Regions from separate parts of the Triticum aestivum genome. Here region 1 is linked to region 2. Evidence: chromatin contacts called from public Hi-C data. All regions are on one chromosome and are shown on one strand. The core of a region is the stretch at or near the end of the contact, and the rest is flanking DNA. Distances in the headings are between cores, read along the strand shown.

The links. A called contact is a pair of places that touch in the nucleus more often than the background predicts.
Region 1: a Hi-C map of leaf shows a contact between it and region 2, with 7 times the contacts expected there. The contact joins the promoter of LOC123137409 here to the promoter of LOC123134219 in region 2. A contact is called at or near these places in 2 of 5 Hi-C or Micro-C datasets (both in leaf).

The regions. Positions count from the first base shown.
Region 1 is chr6B:447,206,168-447,210,434 of IWGSC CS RefSeq v2.1, forward strand. It overlaps LOC123137409, which reads right to left and starts at 1,592. Exons shown (of 6, transcript XM_044557160.1): 1 at 1,417-1,592; 2 at 633-744; 3 at 233-559; 4 at 48-133. The coding sequence starts at 690.
Region 2 is chr6B:446,670,212-446,673,918 of IWGSC CS RefSeq v2.1, forward strand. It overlaps LOC123134219 (expansin-B7), which reads right to left and starts at 2,083. Exons shown (of 2, transcript XM_044553503.1): 1 at 1,529-2,083; 2 at 693-1,414. The coding sequence starts at 1,891. The coding sequence ends at 887.

The sequences.
Region 1 (4,267 bases), core at 342-2,841, 540 kb after region 2:
AATAACCTGGAGGAGTTTTAAAAACACAGTGCATGTGGGTGGCTTACCTTAGCTGGAAACAGCAGAGGATCAAATATCACATCTGACCAGTCATGCAATGCTGACGTTATTTTCTCCACTTTCTTCTTGACACCTGCACAGACATGATATAACCAGTTAGATGCACATATTGAAAAGGTCCGCCCACATACGAACAGGCAAATGAAGCAAACTATAAGACACAAATTCTCACGTTTGTCTATCTTGTCACTGTCCAACCTCTGAGCATCATTCCCAGTGAAGTGGGTGCCCTCCACCCCACCCTTGGCCCATTCATGACATTTTTTGGTGGCTTCATCAGCATAGATTGTAGTCTTGCTCAGTGGGTTCTTCTTAATGGCTTCTTGGCTGCGAAGAGCAGACTTGTCTTTCAGGACGGACCTGTCCTTCAAGGGGTGGCCTTTTTGAATGCTAGGCGCTTGGGGCTTGCTGGTGTTGGACACATCCCGCAGGGCCTTCCTTGCTGATGGCTTTGCTGATGGTTTCAGTGGCCTCGCGTTCAGCCCATCAGTCCTCTTGCCTGCACACCAGGAACACGCTTACAACAGGGAACTTCCATACCATGAATTAGTTTCGAGCGAAAGAAGGCTCACCTCTATGGATTGGCAGGTTCTCATCAAGGAATACAGCAGCTGGAGCTGGGAAAGCCATGGCCGAACAGAAGCCTTTCTTCTTGTACCTCGAAAGCCTGGATGGAATTAAACGCTGCTGCGCAAAGGGAAATCAATCAGACGACAGAAGCAATACACAACGAGTTCCCAACGCTATTGTGCTGTAAAGAAACTTGCAATCAGCATATGGTTTATTTGTTTTTAACATCGGACCACATTGTTTTGTGAAGGCAACCAAGATTCCGCTCACAGATATGAATCAAGGACTTCCCTATCCTATTGTATGGTGTAGAAATTGCAGCTTACACATCAGACCACGTTGTTTCGAAAAGGCAAACCCAGATCTCACATATATTTTAGGTTAACAGCAATCCCGCTGTGGAATATGCAACGCGTGTTCAGAAAGACCACGCTTGGCGTGTCCAAGAAAACAGATCAGAAGACATAAGCGTCGATGCTCATAACCCTGCCCGAGAAGAAGAAGAAGAAGAATACGCGAACCAGATGGATGGACAGGGCGGATTTAGATGGTGGTGCGCCCCGGAAATCGCGAAGGTCGGTGGGATCTCAGTAATCGCTGGATGAGAACAGCCTCGTACATACCTCAATCAAAACCCTATGGCCAAAGGCCGCGGAACGGAGGCGGAGGCAGCAGGAACGCGGTGTCCCGACGGGGAAAGAACGCGAACGGCGACGCGCGGGAGGTAGGAGAGATTTAGAGCCTAGGTCAGGACGCGAGAGGAAGAGGGGGGAGAAGGAGGAGTACCTCGCCGGAGACGCTGGGGAGTTGTTCTTCTTGGCTTGTCCGTGTTCTTGCCTTGTTCGGGGATGGATTGGAGCCAAATGAATTGGGGAAAACTTAGGTAGGGTCTGCGGGAGCGGCGCGGTGGGAAGGAAGAGGGGAAAAGGCGAGGAGCGCAACGGTCGGATTTCGCTGGGCGGTGCGGGAAACTGCCATTGGGCCACGCCCGGTTATTAGGGTTTTCATTTGTTGTGGCCCGGCCCGAGACGGATAGAGCCCTGGGGATAGGGATGTAAAACTCGCGCTTTGTACGGTTATAATTCGAATTTGTCCAAACAAAAATCAGAATTGATAAATGATAAATATACGACATCAGTTTTTTAGACTCTCAACCCGAACGCCCTATGTACCGTCTAATGCACTCACCAATCTTGATGCGTGAATCCCGTGAAACGTCAGCTGCATCAAGTGTTCTCTCTCACGTGATCGGGAGTGAACGCGAGCGACCACGTGTCCATTCAGTCCTTCTCCTTTCTTCTACTCTCCCACCCACTTTCAGTCTACTTTGATCCTTGGGCGTTTAAGTGTGGGTCAACCGCGAACACGAGCTCGGTGTTGGAGATGCTCTTCAACACTAGTCTCCTTTTTCAGGGAATTTAAAGAGTTCATATTCTTCGCTTGTAGAGAAGAGCAAAAAGCATTCCGAAGAATTCGCACATTTGGTTTGCTTTTATCCTTGGCTCGTTTAAGCTTTCTACAACTCTCACATCACACAACAGGTTTTTTTTAAGATTGTTTTTGATTATCCAGATTTTCTAAGGAACGAAGTTTTTCTGTTGGTTTTCGTCTTGTTTCCTTGGAAGTTTTTTTTTCGTGTTTTTCTTTTCTTTTAGTTTAAACTAAATAAAGACTTTTGTTGATACATGAATATTTTTAAAACTTGTTGACATTTTTCAAATTCATCATTATTTTTAAATTTATTCGAGCTTTTAAAATTTTGAATATTTTTGAATTTTATGGATAGTTCTTTAAGTTCATAAAAATAATATTCGTGATCATCTTTTTAAATCCACGAACATATTTTCCATTTTAATGTATAAAATACCGCGTATCCGAATTTCTCTATGGAGACTGAGAAATCATTTTTTGTAAGTGGTTTACCTCAGCAACAAGACAGTGGTGGATGAGCCACGCGACAGTATCGAGTCTAGTCTATGCGTGCTATTTTGGCTGCTCCCGAAATTTTACACATCATCAAGTTTGTGGACACCTCCTATTTTGCGCATAACACGTGAAAAAAAAGAGGAAACACACACTTGAGCGTTGCACGATGCGTGTTGGGATTCTTTCGCTGGCCCATCGTTTGTTCTTTTCCTTTGATGGACGGTTTCTACTTTGTGTACATACGAATGTCTTACATGTTTCCTCGCCATGGATGCCTCCTCCTCGTCCCGACGAGATGATGTAGTGAAGACAGTGTTCATTCCCATAAACGTTGGAGTGATTTTGAAGATCCCGCTATGCACCAAGAGGGTAGATGATTTTTGGGCTTGGGGTGAAGACAGTCGTGGTGCCTTTTCAGTTCAGTCAGTCTATCGAACGATTTTGCATACTAAGTTGAACAGAAAAGTTGGCTGAAATGGCGACATGGATCATCATGATCAAGAAAATAACAGTTGGACTTCTTTACAGAAGATCCGTGTGCCAAGCAAAATCAGGGTGTTCTTGTGGCGTTTGGCGCAACACTCCATACCAACCAGCGAGCTCCTTCACCATCACAGTACGGCCACCATGTTGGTATTACGTCTTTGTGGATCTGAAGATACTTGGAGTCTTGCATTCCTGATTCTTCCCTGGTCAGTAGCCCTTTGGCTTTTTCTCCCGCAGGTTTAGTTGAACACATGTGCCCTAATTAGGATCTAGTGCAAAAAACTGGATCTTCACGCTACACGATTCTATACCACATGATGAGTTCATCAATGGTGGTGACACTTTGGCTGTTTAGCATGTTGAGAAAGGCGATACACGGGGTTATATTCCAAAGCCCGTTATCGACTCATTGTTTCATAATTTCTTTTATGTCTGAGATACATATTTTGCAGAAACCTGCCTCAACAAGCACTAGATCAGCCCCTCCACGATCAAACCATTGGTTGGGTCCACCTGATGGAATATGCAAAATAAATGTTGATGCATCACTGACAAGGAACAAATCGATTGGAGCCGTTGAGAGCAGTATGCAAGGACCACCTTGGAGGATTTTGGGGGCATCTTTTATAGTTTTTGTGTGGATAGAGGATCCAATAGCTTTGGAAGCTCTAGCGCAAGGAAAGCTTTGGCACTAGATGACGATCTATATGTTTATTGGATCCATGTCAAGCAAGGAAGTACAACAAGTTATGGTGCAATTATCCAATAAATCGTTGTCGTTTCTAGAGTCTTTGCTAGGTATAATTTCATACATGAATTTAGAAGCCCGAATGCTGAGTCTCAAAATTTAGCGAGGCATGCTTTATCTTGGGGGTTGGCCACCATATTTGGTCAGGTCATATCGGATCCCTTACATTCATTGCTGTAAACATTGTGACAATTTAATAATGCTTTGTGAGATTGTCTAAAAAAAGCTTACATGTTATCCTCCTCCTTTTTGCCCTTTTTAAAATTTCGTAGAAAAGGTAGAAAATTAGGTTTTATTTTCAAAAAGTATTTAAATGTGAAATATTATATTTTTAAAAAGTTCTTTTTTGAAGGAAAAAGTGCATGGATTTAGAAAGCATTCACGATTTTTAAAAAATGTTCATGAATTTTATTATTTTTATTAAAAAGCAAGATTTAAATGTTCACGAATTTGAAAAGATGTTCATAAATTCGAAAA
Region 2 (3,707 bases), core at 833-3,332:
AACAATTTCCAAAAAAATGTTCGCCGATTCTAGAAATGTTTGTCTATTCAAGAAAAACATTTCAAAATATGTTCACAATTAAAACAATGTAAATAGTATAAAATTTCTATGATTTTAGAAAATGTTCGAAAATCTACAATTTGTTTTATGAATTTGAAAAATGTGCGTGATTTCAGATATGTTCACGAGTTTTAGAAAATGTTCATGATTTTCAAAAATTGTTCACAATTTCACGAAAATGAGAGTGATAGTGTATCTCGGTGATGCAGCAAAATGTGGTCATGTCCATTGAAGATTATAATTTTTTTTCTCTCGTTGCAATGCACGAGCCCTTTTGCTAGATCAAAAAATGTTCAATAATTTCAAAAATTGTTGCACCAATTTTAAAAAAATATTCGTTGATTCTAGAATTGTTCATGGATTCAAGAAAGTTGTTTAAAAATATATTCACTATTTAAAAAATGTTTGCAAATTGTATAAAAGGTCCATAAATTCAAAAAATGATCTTGATTTTAGAAAATGTTCGAAATTTTGTAATTGTGTTCATGGATTTGAAAAATGTTCACAATTTTAGATATGTGCACAAGTTTAAAAAAATGTTCATCATTTCAAAAATTGTTCATGATTTCATGAAATTGAGTGATAGTGTATCTCAGTGATGCAGCAAAATGTAGACGCACAGGCCCTTGTACTAGTAGCTAAAATGTCTTTATTGTATTGGACGAGACACGTATACCATGAAAAACGTATGCGCTACGAGAGAGAACACGTAGTAGCACACGAAGACCACACACACCGGACGTCACAAGCGACGTCTCAGCTAGCTTGGCACGATTAAGCCATGCATGGACGTGCATGGATGCCTTCCACGGATGAGTGGAAGGGGTCAATCGAACTGGACGAGGGAGCTGTACACAGTGTCGGGCTGCCAGTCGGCCGGGATGACCTGCCCGGCGACGAGCGACCTGCCGGACTCGTTGGTGACCCGCAGCGAAAAGGGCCCCTGCAGCGGGCGGTGCGTGTCCAACCGCCAGATGGAGCCCCACGACTCCCTCATCGGCGTCCAGACCCCAGTCGGCTCACCATTGTCCGGCCGCGACTCCATGAGGTCCACCTGCGCCACGTCGCCGTCGCCGTTCTCGTACTCCACCAGGATCGCCAGGTAGTTCGGGTTCGACCCCTGCTCCACGTGGAACGTCACCGACAGCCCCGGGTACTGGCACGGCACCCTCTTGAACTGCATGTCGATGATGCCGGCGTGGCGGAGCTCGTCGTTTCGGCCGTCCTTGGCCATGGCGCCGAAGGCGGTGCCGCTGAGGTCGAAGTGGTAGCGGGCCACCGGGTAGTAGTTCATGTCGGTGATGATCACCGTCTCAGGGACGCCGGAGCACGCTGCGTGAGCCACGCACCTTATCTGCACGCAACGCAACGCAACAATCCAAGATCCATCAGCCTGGAAAAACAAACGAAACGACAAGCACTCTACCGTCACTGTCAAGTAACTGCAATGTCGGCCACAGCAGCTGACCTGGTAGCACGAGCCGCATCCCTTGCCGTCCTTGAAGAGCGGCTCGTTGCCGCACGACGTCATGGCGTTGAACGGCGGCAGGTTCACGTTCTTGAACCCGCACGCGCCACCATTGTCGTCAGGCCCGGCGCCTCCGGGAGCGCCGTACCAGGTGGCCCTGGCGTCGAGCCAGCCGCCGCCGTCGACGTTGGTGCCGGTGCCGGTGCCGGGGCTGGGGGTGGGGGTAGCGGGGGCGGGTGTAGGCGTGGGGGAGTGTCCAGGGCAGAATATGGCAGGCAGAAACCAAAAGCAGCCGCAGCAGCCATCGGCGGCGAGGAGGCAGAAGAGGGCGACCGCAACGGCGTAGGCGGAGGCCGCTGCCATCGCCCGCTTTCGCTGGTTACTCGTTGCCGTACTCTGGTGGTTAATGGCTTGATGCAGTTGGTGGGCGTGTGAATTTATAGGCCGGCAACTCAAGTGCTAAGCTTCTTCTTCCTCTACCAGATCAAATCAAGAGGAGGAAAAGGACGAAGGAATGAATGAACGGAGATGGCGGATGGAGAAAGGAGGAGCCAGACGTGATGGCAGGGCCGGTTCACATGTGGATGGCGGGACTCGCCCAACTGGCTGCTATACACCATTACCCGTGATCACGGGATGCATTTCTCTCTGCTTTTAAAAATCATCAACCATACATACATACTGCATTACAGGTGCTTCCTCCATGTATTTATGCCTGCAGCCAGCATAGCATCATGCCCATTGCAGATCATAGAGGCATCTTTTTCTTGGAGTTTTGTACGGAGTCGTAGCAATGTACATATACGGCCACATGATCCGTCTTGCAATCAGTGACGAGCTTGTTTTATTTTGTACTGCGAAAATACCAAACTAGTGCTACGAAAATGCCCAGCTGAAAGTTACGTGTGCGTCGGCAGAGGATCAGGGCATGATACGAAAATATGATAGTGGTTACGTACAAGATACCGGTGAAATGGTATGAAAACACGAGTATCCAGTGACATACTAACGAAGCATCCAAATATCAGCAGAAAAAAAAGAACATCGAAAGATACAATGTTGGATGTAACCCATAGTCAGTTCACCATTTCTTTTAATACATGTAACTTAGTTGTACTCGCATATAGTGGCGGTGCCAAGATTTAACTAGGACCAAGATTTAACAGTGTCCTACCTACTACAGTTAACAAAGAGATTTTAGGCCACGCCCCACGCGGCAGCTCGGCCTGCCTAGGGCTTGAGTGTAATGATATGGATACAATATTAAAAAAACTACAATGTAGCTCTTGCATTTAGTAATTATAATGAAACCTCTTAGAGACCTCTTCTTTGTGGTATTAATCCTTGAAGGTCAAATGCAATAAAAGTTTCCGAAAGCCCTTGAATCACTCATCCAAAGAGATGAAAAGTCATAAGCGGCCAAGCCAACGTATTTGAGGAAGATGGGGAGAGCAAATAGTCAAACCACAAGATCTTCGCCATAGTGTCAAGGTAAGATTTCAACAAATAGTCAAACCACAAACAGAAGCAACATGACACACTAGATCCGGACAATCGACTCTGCAAGACACAAACCCCTCTGATTCCATGGCCGATTCTTTTAACCATAGTAAATTGTTTTTTTTTTTGCAAAAATGACTCAGATCTGTTACAAAGATTTATTAGAAGTACGAAGCATCCTAAACATAATAAAAATGACATCGAGGTCCCTGAACCACCGAACGACCATTGATGTCGGTAGAACAACCCGTCCACCCGCTGTTATCGCCGCTCCCGTACTAGAGTCGGTCTGACCTTATCGATAACAACTGAAAAGTAATAAGTGCACGTGCTCCTAAAGCCCAGTGCCTTGGAGCCGCAATGTTCGCCGTTGAACCCTTGAACCGATCCAAAGAACCAAATACCAGATCTCGCAATCACATACTCAGGACGAGAAACCCTGACATCGACACCCCGAGGGCCTAGCTGAAATCTACGCCGGTGTTCCATCTAATTCATCCTGATAGATGAACTGGAGGAGGATCAAAGCCTGAAAGACTGATATGAAGAAGCGTCGCCATCCACCTAAGCGCTGCCCTGCATGGACTAAAAAGCCTAACCTATCTAATAGTCGGAGCCGAGGCACTAGAATTTCCCTCCCCGCCACCAGTTGTCAGAGCAGCTAACGAAGGGGAGAAGA